Linked DNA regions of Arabidopsis thaliana: region 2 is linked to region 1. A link is a contact called in public capture Hi-C data. All regions are on one chromosome and are shown on one strand. Each heading gives the region's core, a stretch centred on a gene start, on an enhancer-like site or on the middle of the called end of the contact. The rest is flanking DNA. Distances are from core to core; before and after follow the strand shown. Region 1 holds the start of CLE19 (CLAVATA3/ESR-RELATED 19). Region 2 holds the start of ABCG21 (ABC-2 type transporter family protein).

Region 1 (6,689 bases), core at 3,832-6,331:
CAAAATCTATTAATTGAAATAAATTTTAGAGACCCTTCCAAAATCTGACATTGGATGCTTCATGCAACAATAGAAAAAGCATTTTGTGATATGCTAAATTCATACAAACTTTAAGGCATATATATCCTTAACCGTCCATGACTAGAGAAGTCACTTGACTTTCTTTGGGTATCATTTATATAGTATACCTATAGGTAGGTGAATATTTCTAAATTTAGTTGTCGATGTAAAGATAAAGTTCTATTAACAAAGATGTTAAGCTGACTACAACCAACTAGAAGAAATGCCATTTTCGTTTTCCAATATTAGACATTATCTACAAACTTTATGATGGAGTAAGCAAGCAAGCATTAAGGAACCTAAAACCAGGTAATTAAGACGCGTTCCTTAATAAGTTTACGCCTTACTACTTTGGTTGTATTAAACAGTTTTAATATTTTATTTTAATTAATTACTTAATGTGGGAGAATTATTATATCAACATAAAGCTTTCACGTGAATAGAGCTAGCTATTTTTATATCAACATAAATCTTTCACGTTACTTATTGTTACGATAAAAGGTATCAAGGGTTATAAAGTACTTGTAGAAAGTATTGTAAGCTAATTTGTTTCTGTTTAATGTTAAACCTATATTTTTTTTTCCTTTTTCGTCAATAGGATTTCATAGATTATAATTCAAGTTGAATTGAAACCTATTCAGCCATACAAAATTTGAATTTCGTTTCACTTTGCTCAAAATGAATTAATCTAAATCCATACAAAAACTTTATAAACCACTTTGTATAAATTTTAACTAATTCAGAAATACATTATAGTATTAGTAAGATATATTTGAGGAAACGTGTACGGGTTATGGGAAAAAAAAAATCACCTTTGGATAAAGCAAGTTATGTAGAATATGCAAATCATTACAAAATTTAGTCACTTGAAAAAATAGCCTCTAATGAGATCAGTGTGAACCTCAAAATACAATATTAGATACCGAAATTTGTGAAGTGATTGTGTAAATATTGATATTCATTTAGTCTTTTACTTATATACTAGGATTTAACCCGTGGTATACCACAGGGCAAATATTTTATTTTTATAAATAATAATATTAAATTTTAAAGTTTTAGTTTAGTATTAAAATTATATAATTTTATATTGATATTGTAATTAAAAAATTTGGTGATGATAAAATAATAAAATAAATATTTAATCTGTGTTATATCAATCTAAACCAGTCCTGCTATATTTCATATCAATCCAAATCCGTCACGCTATATTTTTCGTCTCATGATATTTTAGTTTTTTCTATAAGTTTAAATATTAGTTGTGGAATTAATTGTGATTATGATTTTATGCCAAAAAAGTTATGGACTATTAATTCCATGGAATATCCAAACCAAAATAAAGAATGTTTTTAGCTGCACATATAATTGGGTTTGCTCATTTTCCGGAATCGTAAATGTATTTTTTGGTTTGTTTCACATTTGTTTTAATTTATTGCCGAAATTTAATACAAATAATTTAAATAGTTCAAATTTTGGTTGTTTTAAGATTTAGTGAATATTGTAGGTGAGATAAGGAGAAGTTAAATTATTGTGTTTTGCGTGACATATGGGATTGCCATATATTTAGAATCTTTTTGGTTTGTTACACAATTAATTGTCGTATAAAGATTCAAACCATTAATTAAAAAAAATCAAATAATTTAAATCCAGTGGCAGCCATTGTAAATAAATTCTAACTCCAGGATTTATTTCACAAAATGGCTACAAAAATGTATATGTAGATTAGTGATATATATGATCTGTTGTGTTCAGTTTGCATTAACATATTTATTATTTGTATATGTTTCATAACTAGTTGGATATATGTTAAAATTTTATAGTTATAGGGGATTATGTGTCCGCTTGAAATATATATAAAATTGAAGGAAAAAAAACTGACTGAAAAAATTAAAATTGTTTGATATCACGATTTTGATATATAAAAAATTTAACTTCTGAATTTTTTTTGAGATTTTTCATATCTTAGAAATTAATTCGTTTCTACCATTTTTACAAGCTTTTTTCAAAATAATTTTTACAACCTTTGTTATACATAAAAGCAACCAATATTTATGTTCGTCTATGCAGAGTAGATGCATCTTCGTTTTCAAATTTTAGTATTTGTGATTTAACGGGTTTCAAACAAGTATTGCTTTTTCTTTTTAGTGGGTTGTGTCCTATTGCTTGCTTATTCATATACTTCGGATGGAATCATAAATCAAAACGGAGTTTATAGATAAGGAAAAGGGTACCTCGTAAGTCATATAGCCACATTCTTAAAAAATTATAACTTGGTAGTTGGTACATGCACAGTATAGCGTCTAGCAATTACATTTGTAACATTAGTCCCACAAATCATAAATTACAGCATTTCTTTGATTTTATGCATTTTTATTTTTCAACTTTCCAATAAATTTTCAATTTTGGTTAAACGCGAGAGGTAAATGTTATTGTACTTTCAAACTTGTGGATAACAGGTGATTGTATCCGTAATCATTTTGGAAAGAGGGACTGGATTTAGTAGACTCTATATAGTAAAGAACTTATAGAACAATGGTATAAATCACGGACCACAACAAACATTTTTTGTTCACAATATATTTTGTCACAAAACCAAATAGAGTAAAGTGTCAGATTACGTCAGTTAGATCAGTAGTACCGATTCTGTTCTATAAGAATAGAGTCAAGAACAAAAGGTAGTTTTTCAGGCGGAAAATCAAAGCTAAAGAACATGCACGCAAAGACTTTGACCAATCTTGTAAAAATATCAATGCTTACGAAATTAAATGATTCTTTGTATATAATAAGGAACATTTATAAGAAGAAGGACCATTTTCTTCTTTTATCTTTGGATTCTCTTGCGATTATTTTTTTTTTTTTAATTCTCTTGCAATTTGTACTGACCAATCAGTTTTTGGTGGATTTTCTTTTTGTTATTCTATCTCACACTTGATAGTACGAATGTTATAGGTATTCGGGTTCTTTCTCGAGAAGAGTTTGATCGATGATAATTAAACAGTATATGTTGGTTTATGGTTAGTTTGGACCCGGTCTATGATTTGGCAGCATACTGAACCGGTTTAGTTAACCGGTATTATTAGGAAGTTACTTCATTAAGAGACACTGAGTCATTCATGTCTATACTCTAGATGATATTGGTGTCTCTTTATGGCTAATGTTCATTTGTCTATGAAAGGATGATTACAAAGAGACATGATTAATAACATTGTGACCATTGACAGAGAATTCTATTAAGAGAGAAAATGTTTTAGTGAGCAAAAGTTTTGAGACATCAACTGGAATGACATTTGAACGGTGATTTGTGGTTGATTTCTGTTTCTGATATCAGCCTCAATTTTTGTGTTTCGATTTATTTGGTGTTTAGTAGACTCAATTTTTGTGTTTCTATTTAACGTTTCCCCATAAAAGAATAACAGTATCGATAAAACTTTGTAGGAACTTAGAAATGATGTAAAGTTCCGTAGCTCTTTGTTTAAGTTACGTGACCAGGAAAGAATACTGATTGTTATCCGGCTCATGTTAGTTGGCCTAACAATTGTAAGTGGACCAAGTTGTCTAGAGGCCCAACAATTATTACTCCGAATAAATAATTGTCTTTTTTTTTCTTGTTAAAGACAACCTTGACCTATTATCTGAAAGTCTGAGATCAAGTGATTTATTTGGTGTTAATTTTTTTTTTTTTTTGGTGTTAATTTCTGTAGTTCTTTCTGTTTTAAATAATCTTTAAAGTGACTAAAGTCGTCACTTGATTTAATTTATTTATCTTGATAGGTCTGTCCCCCAGTTACACAAGTTTTGTTATGCATTTATTAAATTTAGAATATATTTTCTATGCAACTAGAAGTTAAATTTAGAATTTTTGCTAAGAAATGTATTTAGTCTTATCAAACACACTATACATTTGTTGTACAAACAACATTTTTCTTTTGAATCTAATTTAACATTACATTAAAAAAAAAAAACGTTAGAGTATCTTGAACAAGGATTTTATAATTTAAGTTGAAACATGAACTGAAAATGTTGTTAGAGACAAAAAAAACTTGCAAGATTTCCTTAATCCATATTCGTAGTCGTAAGAGAGAGAGAACCATAGACAAGATGGGAGTTGGGAGACACTATGTATTAACTATAAAGTGAGTTCCTTCTGACATATAAGTGAATTTAATTGCATTTTCAGAAACTTCTGCCCCAAAAAGTCCAATAGTCTATACACAATACAAATTCAAAAGATTAATTGAAATATCAGTCTCCTTCTAAGTATTTAAATAATCCTTGTTTTATTTCACAACCATGTATATAATATATATATATACACATATATAGTTTTGTTTTCTCAAACACATATATAGTTATTGTATGTAAATATATATTGGCTTTACATGATCTCATATGATCAGAACAAACATCAACCATGCAATATTTTCCAATCGATCTATATGAACCAGAGAACAGAACAAGTGAGACATCAATTGCCACTTCTTCTTTCCAACGTAGGATTTCTAAGCTTAGTCAACCTTGGTCCCGGTAAGGGTTTTCATATGATATCCTTAAATCACTTTGAAACAAGTACAGTAGTAATAAACAAAGATGTGTGGAAAGGCAAAGAATATCGAGTAATTAATGAAACTTAACTAGGAAATGTCCTTACAACACACAAGAACATAGATACACATATAATTGTTCTTCAATTACCACAGTTACCTGTTGTGGAGTGGATTTGGACCAGTGGGAATTACCCGTTTTGAGTCTAAAGCAGAAGAGTTAGCGATCGTTCCCATGGAGTCATACTTTAGAACTTGTTCTTCTTCTTCATATGATCCATTATTCATCAGCAAACTCCGCATTGAAGCTGATTCCGACTGATGAATGAAGGCAAGAATCAGGAGAGAAGAAGCCAATATCATCAAACCCTTTATCTTCATTTGTCTATTTTTGGTCAAATATTGTTTTTGTTTGTTTGATGGGGATATAATATGGAGGAAAGCAAAAGCTGGATTGTTATAAATAGCGACGTTTGATAAAAGGGCAAAAAGAATTAGAATGGATATATTTATATACAAGCTATACGGTGCATATAAAATAAATAAATGAAGCATTTGACTAAATGAAATAGCTTAAGAATAATTAGGTAATTATGTGGAAATCATGCATGTTCCACTTTTTCTCGTTTCGATAGGTAAAAAAAGGTTCTTCATTATGTCTTTGATTTGAAGATTCATAAGCCTTAGCCTCATTAAGTGGCCTGTGGACACATTTATGATAACAGTAAAGCCGACATGTTATAATTGTATACAATAAATAGTTTTTCTTAATGAATAAAACCCAAATATTCTGCTACCCATTGATGAGGTCTAAGAAAAATACATTTACGATTCATTATGGACGACGAATTGCAATAGATTTGTGACCTCTTAGCGGTCCATCTTCTTTTTATGACAATTCTATCATCACCATTCTTTGTATAGAGGCGAATGTTAATGCACATTTCGAAAAAACATGAATCATGCAAATTGATATTTGTATTTTGCAACTAATCTATATAACTACATGATCATAATATGTCCATCCCATAAGAACTTTCACAATAAACGAAAAACTTATAATTTACCATGAAATGTGAATATATTCTGGTTCTTCCGCATTCCCAATTAACTTTAACACCTTAATTAGAGTTTTCATATATATATATATATATATATATAGTACATTATATATGGGTTCTATTATATGAAGAAGAGAGTATCAGAGAAACCTTTGAAACAAAGCACATGAAAAGTGTAATTATTTTGGAAGTGAAGTTTAAAGGTAAGTGAAAAGGTGAAATTGTAATGTAACCCATGCTTACTTACTTCCTCCTACTAGCCACTTTCAATTTCAATCAAACGCATTAACTTCTTTTTCCCCCAAAAGGATTATTTTCCTCATTTTCAACTTCACACCATCTCTCTTTCTCTCAGTTTCTTGACTTTCCAATATATTATTTGTGAAACTTAGTAGTGGATAAATATCACATGTTTATTTTTATAATTAAACAATAAAACTTATAAAAACAAACCACATGAGAGTTTAAATGCAGACACATGTTGAAATATATATTTTTGCTAAGAAATATTGAAAAAAAAACTTCAAACTATTTTATGATTCCATACTAACCTTTAACTATCTAAAATAAGTATGTAACCTAAATTTTTGAATTTGTACGATTATACGATACAATAAAAAGGAAAAAGAAAGTAGACTACCAAGTATCACTGTCAATACCAATCAATATTTTGGGATTAGCCCTCTATGACTAGTTCTATATAGAAAATGGAACGACACTCACAGTCTCTCACACATAATTAGGAACTTGTTTGATGAAGAGAAAACTGTAAAACAATAGGCTAATACATTACGAACAAAGACACACCATGATCTAAGAAAAGATCACATTCCAATGTAGAATGCTAATTTTACGCTCTGTACACGCTTTCGTTGTTTTTCCAATAGTATACAATCAATGTTCCTAATTCGTTTGTAGTGAAATTATTAAATGATATCTTCTCTGAGAGTAACAATAAATGTCAAATATTTCCTGGTGGAATTAATGATATATTTTCAAAATTTTTTGAAAACATTGGTTAAAACTTAAA
Region 2 (7,531 bases), core at 2,060-4,559, 550 kb before region 1:
AATTTAATAAGGAACATTCTTCATTAAATCAACTAATCTAGACCTTCTTTCCCAGTAGCTGCTTTTAGTTTGAAATGGCTTCTCGTAGGCATAGCAACAAGCTTACATGCTTCATGTTGAAGATGCATAATTAAGACTTTCATAAGATAAACTCTTTTAAGAGATTATTAAAGTGTCTTTAGTTATCTTCTATCGTATAACTAGCGGTGTCAAAATTGGTAACCCAACTCAACTCAACTCATAATCAAATGAGTTTACGGTTAAATGAGTTATGGGTTGACCCAACTCATTTTGTTAAATAGGTTGGATCAACCCATAACTCATTTAATTTGATGGGTTGAGTTGTTAAATGGGTTAACCCATTTAAGTAATAATTTAATTAATAATTAGTATAAAATAATAATAAATAATTATCATTATTAATTCATTATCATCAAACTTAGGATATCGGATTCCACTTTTTATGGATTTACGTTTTTGGCGAGAAAATCACGGGTTTACGTTTTTGGCAGAAAATTATAGGTTTACGTTTTTGGCGGGAAAATTACAGATTTACGTTTTTGGCGAGAAAATTATTGGTTTACATTTTTGGCGGGAAAATCACGGGTTTACGTTTTTTGCGGGAAAATCACGGATTTACGTTTTTAGCGGGAAAATCACGGGTTTAGCGGGAAAATTACGGGTTTACGTTTTTGACGGGAAAATTATGGATTTACGTTTTTGGTGGAAAAATCTCGGGTTTACGTTTTTGGCGGGAAAATCACGGGTTTACGTTTTTGACAGAAAAATCACGGGTTTAATTCAATTTTACAACACTTGATGGGTTAATTGGGTAAACTATTGAAACCATTAACCATTACAACCCAACTCATTTTACTCCTCAAACCAATTGACTCATCAACTCATTTGACCCATTAACTCATTTGAGTTAAAAATTTCAACTCATTAAAATTCATGGGTTGAATTGAATTAAATTGACCCATAAATTTTAACCCATTTTAACACCCCGTATAACCATCACTTATATCTTTCTATATCAATTTCTGAATTCAATAACTTCTCCATCGTGACAAATACTTTATATCTAGCAACACGATTACACATTAGGATTGAGAAAGTGGAAGATAATTAACTATATAAATACTATATACAATATCTTCAACCAACTCACATTTAGCATTGTTTTTTATTACAATAGTATTCTATTGCTTGTTAATATCTTTAAATGTCATGTACTCTTCTTTATTTTTCTTCAATGTGATAATAATAAAGATAAGGAAAAGCAACTGAAACGTATCATCATTAAAGCTGAATTAGAATTACAAAGTCACTTAGTAAATGATTAGTGTTTAGGATTTGGTTCGGCATAAAGCTATAAAATAGAAAAGAATTTGGGGAAATTTTATATTATGACGATTCGATTAATATCTTAATCGCCTCTTCTTCTTTTGTAATGTTTATCGTTATTCGTCGGACACCTAAACAAATAGACTTCGTGATAAAAGATTTTTTATTTTTTTTTGTAAATCTCATAAAATGTTTTTTATTAAGCTGATTCTTTTTAGGGAAAAAGACCTAAATGTTTGGAGCACATTATGATTCAACGAAGACTATCTTTTTAAGAAAGAGAAGACACAATCTTACCCAAAATCGGTAGCATCGAACTAGCAAGTGCCACGTTCGAAAGAGAGCACCTATTAATCACACACAACACAAACAAAAATCGATTTCAGAAAATTAAAATGTTCTGAAAATCCCTCAAGAAAGAAAATCAGTATTTAATTGAACATATGAGCTCAGTGGAGCCATTAGTATTTCCAAGAGAATATGCATTACCTATACGAACTTTGATTATGATTATTGACAATTGATGATGGTGTTTATATTTAGTACATTATATATAGTTTTCATATGATCTCTTTCATTCCAATTTGGATGAATAATACTATTTTTTTTTTCCTACGAAAATATATAAATACTTAACTGAATCAGATTAAAAGTTCGTTTTAATAGCTTTTGGGGCAACACCTAGCTCTCTCAAGCTAGCTCCATCCAAAATAAGGACTTGGTAATATATATTTTTAGGGGTCAAGGATAATGTTAACATATATGGTCAAATAATTTTCACTGTTTTTAGTAAATTCATATTATCCCCTTATTAATATCTGCAACAAAAATATTAATTCTAGAAAGAAAAAAACAAATTGCTCATATGGGATGGATGGTGGTGTGTATATACAGCTGTATTGGTTAGGCTGATCTTTGAATAGAATCTGTAGAATAAATGTGTCGCAATGAAGCATATATAACTTTGTTCTGTAATGTTCTTAGCTTTCTCTTTTGGTGTCAAATCCAACCACTCTTGTAACAATAATGTTAATTTCTTTTTCTCTTTTCTGGCTACGTTTCTTCATTTAATTCAACGAATCACACAAATAAAAAATATTCAGCGTCAATTAAAAAGGTAGAAATGCTGCTAATAATTATTGGTGCATTTGTGCCCATGTTAATTAAAATTTAAATTATCAAAGACTCATAGTATGTAAAGTATGGACCAGAAACAACGTAAAACGCTTTGCTTTTGTCACTCTCAAAAAAAGACTTTATGTTTTTTCCATGCCATGACGCCATAAACATGCTACGTGTTCAAGAGAAAGAAGACTTTGTCTATACTTTGTCTAACAGTTGTTTTTAATATCTTGTCCTGTACAAAATTTCTGTAAAAATAACTGTTATTTTTTTCATTAATGGTTGTCATGTGGAATTTTTTTTAAAACAACAGTTATAGTAAAACATATGTAACAAGACCACGACATATAACCTAGTACGTTACATGTTGAAATTGGCATGCGTTCTATAAACGGCCAACGGGGATAGTATAAACTGATATAGCACATTTTTTACAAGACAAAATAGTTAGCTATACAAGTATACAACGTTTAAATTAAATATTTAATTAGAAAAAAAAATTCATATTTTTACTGTGGGGAGTAAATTCAGATAGGACATAACAACCTATGTAATGTATTAAATACTTGTCACTTATCAATTTAGTTCATCTTATGAAATGCAGGTTTAAGTATAGGGGTTGGTAGTGCGACGACCACTCCAAATTCATAAGTTTAAGGAGAACATATATTTCTTTTTGTATATACAAAAGGACACATATTTTTTATTGTTGTAATCAGGGCAATGAAGACATTGATTATTTGTGGTTATTGTAACTATATTATAAACTGAATTTTTGTTTACCGTGTATTTTGCTTGTTTTTCATAAAACGGTATTAGTTTTTTTCTCGATATCAATAATTCTTTTTTTTGGATGTTAAATGACATATCTTATAAAGAGAGTTCCCACTTCTTTCCTTTATATACACATCGCATAACATGTGAACTTATCAAAACAACACACCAAATCTCTCTCTTCGTCTCTCTCTTTTTCTATCTCTCTTTCCTTCTCTAGATGATGCCTCCTAATGAGCAAGAATCTAGCTTTCCGAAAACACCGAGCGCAAACCGACACGAAACTAGTCCGGTTCAAGAAAACCGGTTTAGCTCTCCAAGTCATGTAAACCCATGCCTTGACGACGATAACGACCACGACGGTCCGAGTCACCAATCAAGACAATCTTCTGTTCTACGTCAATCTTTACGTCCTATAATCCTCAAGGTCGTTAAATTAATACACTATAAATATATCTCAAATTATTATGTACAGTAATTTTTCTCATTTTTTTCTTTAATTTGTGGATATAATGCAGTTTGAGGAGTTGACGTACAGTATCAAATCACAAACCGGGAAAGGAAGCTATTGGTTCGGTTCACAAGAACCAAAACCGAACCGGTTAGTCCTCAAATGTGTAAGTGGTATAGTCAAACCAGGGGAGTTACTAGCAATGCTTGGTCCATCAGGGAGTGGCAAAACAACGCTAGTAACGGCGCTAGCCGGCCGTTTACAAGGGAAGTTATCAGGAACCGTTAGCTATAACGGAGAGCCGTTTACAAGCTCAGTTAAACGGAAAACGGGGTTCGTTACACAAGACGATGTTCTCTACCCACACTTAACGGTCATGGAGACGCTAACGTACACGGCTTTGCTCCGTTTACCAAAAGAGTTGACCCGGAAAGAGAAACTAGAGCAGGTGGAGATGGTGGTTTCGGATCTTGGGTTGACCCGGTGTTGTAACAGTGTTATCGGAGGCGGGTTGATCCGAGGAATTTCGGGTGGGGAAAGGAAACGGGTAAGTATTGGACAAGAAATGCTAGTGAATCCGAGTTTGTTGCTTCTTGATGAGCCAACGTCGGGGCTTGATTCTACCACGGCGGCTCGTATAGTCGCCACCTTGAGATCGCTAGCACGTGGTGGTCGGACGGTGGTGACGACGATTCATCAGCCGTCGAGTAGGCTTTATCGGATGTTCGATAAAGTGTTGGTTTTATCGGAAGGGTGTCCTATTTATAGTGGAGATTCGGGTCGGGTCATGGAATATTTTGGTTCGATTGGGTATCAACCCGGATCCAGTTTCGTTAACCCGGCTGATTTCGTGCTTGATCTTGCTAACGGTAAGTATTAAATCTTTTTTAGTTATCGTCTACAATTCATACACGCATACTATCGGAAATGAAACTGAGTTATAACACGACTACGCCACTAGTACAAACCGTTGCATGTCCCGGTCCATGGTAGGTACAGAACCTATTCGAAATTCATTTATGTTTTTAGTTTGAAAGGGAAAAAAGTTTTGAAACAGCTAACTTCGGGTGTAAAGTTAGACTCTTTCTTTTTGTTTGGTCGTGCATCATGAGATATGTGACAACGACAATTCTATCCCATTCTTTGTATATTTATTACAAGGTTTATGTTAATAGTGGGATAAATCATGTGTTTATATGTTGCTTTTGACTATATAGCATACAAGTTTTGTTGTTTTAAAATTTTTTTTGAATAAATGTTTGCAGGAATTACTTCGGATACAAAACAATATGATCAAATCGAAACTAATGGAAGATTAGATCGGCTTGAAGAACAAAACTCAGTGAAACAATCGTTAATATCGTCATACAAAAAGAATTTGTATCCACCTTTGAAAGAAGAAGTGTCTAGAACGTTTCCACAAGATCAAACGAACGCTAGATTGAGAAAAAAGGCAATAACAAGTAAGTCTTTTCGTGTCATTACATAACATTTAACAATGACACTTAATTTTTCTGTTGATCTCAATTATCATAATGTCGTACGTTGTTTTTGGATTTATGAAGATCGATGGCCAACGAGTTGGTGGATGCAATTCTCAGTTCTACTGAAACGAGGTTTAAAAGAGAGAAGTCACGAATCATTTTCAGGACTCAGAATATTTATGGTCATGTCAGTTTCTTTACTTTCAGGCCTCTTGTGGTGGCATTCTCGCGTTGCTCATTTACAAGATCAGGTAAAACAAAATAAACCATGGTATTAATTAAAATTTTGATTATCCTAAACATAAATAATTATTTGAGTAGTTGGCATCACAGAAAAACACCGTATATATAACTAAAATTTATTTTAAAATAAAAAGTATATATATACAAACATTTCCACCCAAAATATATTTTTCTCATGTTTTATGTTTACGTTAACGGTTTAAATGTTTCCTCTTGTTCACTATAACAGGTGGGTTTATTGTTCTTCTTCTCGATATTTTGGGGATTCTTCCCTCTCTTTAACGCCATTTTTACATTCCCTCAAGAACGACCAATGCTTATAAAAGAGCGATCCTCGGGAATCTACAGGCTCTCCTCTTACTATATAGCAAGAACAGTCGGCGATTTACCAATGGAACTCATTCTTCCAACGATATTTGTCACAATCACATATTGGATGGGAGGTCTTAAGCCATCTTTAACCACATTCATCATGACCCTTATGATCGTTCTCTACAATGTTCTAGTAGCTCAAGGCGTAGGGTTAGCTCTAGGAGCAATCTTGATGGACGCAAAGAAAGCCGCGACATTGTCTTCGGTGTTAATGCTAGTGTTCTTACTAGCCGGAGGATACTATATTCAACATATTCCGGGTTTCATCGCGTGGTTGAAGTATGTTTCGTTTAGCCATTATTGCTATAAGCTTCTTGTTGGGGTTCAATACACATGGGATGAGGTTTATGAATGTGGGTCAGGGTTGCATTGTAGTGTTATGGATTACGAAGGGATTAAGAATTTGAGAATCGGGAATATGATGTGGGATGTTTTGGCTCTTGCCGTTATGTTGCTTCTTTATAGGGTTTTAGCTTACTTAGCTCTAAGGAACTTGTGACACCTTTTAATCTGTGTGTTTATTTAACTAATGTATAAGGCAAGTGTTAGATATAGTCATCAGTCATTTTTTCTTGCAGGTTTCCGGTCTACTATAGTTGCAATTACTTAAAATTGAAAAAAAGAACCTACTATTGAAAATCAAAGTGGAACTAACCATTAGTCAGGCCAATAAAGGAGTATTTATTATAAAAGGAGTAACCGTTACTTTACAAGTTTTGATTAGATCAGTACATATATACCCATATTGTTTCAAATTATAATTTTTGTGTTTGAATCTACTGCTCGTTATTGTATCTGATTTAAGGACCCATGCATTCATACGTGAAAGTCCCAAGTCTTTCTTTTTCCAGTTTTAGATAATTATGGAGAAACTACAAAACATTACATCGTAATGAATTGGTACGTATTAATTTACTAACATGAGTGGCTTTGTTGTGGTCTTAAAATTCTTTATGGTTTCGGATTTTCCTATTGGGCTTTCGTCTGTCAATTATTGGAGCAGCAGCCCCCTTTTCTTCATATTGGGTCTGATGTACCATCACCAGTTTTATTTCTCTAAGATGTTTTACATTATTATCCAAATTAAAAGGGCTTTCCAATCTAATATTTAAAGCTTTTGCTACAATGATAAAAGGGAATTTAAATGTTTCAATATTTAACACTTTTGCAGCAAAAGTTTTGCTACATATTCTCCATACAATAGTTATGGTCTTGCGGACGTAGAAAAGTTATAATTGTTTCAGTAAAGCTTATCTTGTTTTTTTATCTGAATTACAACAACATAAACCTCCTATGTGAATGCTATCGGAAGAAAAGAAGATATGTGTGTGTGACTGATTTTGTTTCATTAATGGTTGTCAGGTGAATGAACTTTCTTCTTTTATGATATCTAGAAGCTTTGATTCCGATCCCTTTTTTTATTCGAATAAATTGCAGATTATCGTGATATTAATGACAACTACGAATCCATGACGTCATTGATGATTATAAAGTCACGTGTCAAGGAAGTCAAGAATACTTCCAAAGTCAACTATACACCCTATTATATTGCAAAGGGTTAATTTCTAGAATTCCATGACGACGAAACATGATCTTTTTCCTATTCTCTAAAGTCATACATAAAAATTTAAGTAGTGCCATAATCGACAGAAGAAAATATATATTTATTTAGTGACATGGTCTGATTTCATTGAATTGTTTGGTTTTAGATTTTGTTAACAACTAAGTTGGTGTGTAG

What was found. Capture Hi-C pulls out chosen DNA fragments and counts their contacts.
Region 2: a capture Hi-C map of seedling shows a contact between it and region 1, with 3 times the contacts expected there. The contact joins the promoter of ABCG21 here to the promoter of CLE19 in region 1.

The regions. Positions count from the first base shown.
Region 1 is chr3:8,767,238-8,773,926 of TAIR10.1, reverse strand. CLE19 (CLAVATA3/ESR-RELATED 19) reads right to left here and starts at 5,081. Exons shown (of 1, transcript NM_148747.3): 1 at 4,232-5,081. The coding sequence starts at 4,979. The coding sequence ends at 4,755. AT3G04645 (a long non-coding RNA gene) reads left to right here and starts at 3,194. Exons shown (of 1, transcript NR_141112.1): 1 at 3,194-3,408.
Region 2 is chr3:9,315,438-9,322,968 of TAIR10.1, reverse strand. It overlaps ABCG21 (ABC-2 type transporter family protein), which reads left to right and starts at 3,309. Exons shown (of 4, transcript NM_113460.3): 1 at 3,309-3,670; 2 at 3,762-4,563; 3 at 4,960-5,157; 4 at 5,260-6,895. The coding sequence starts at 3,464. The coding sequence ends at 5,456.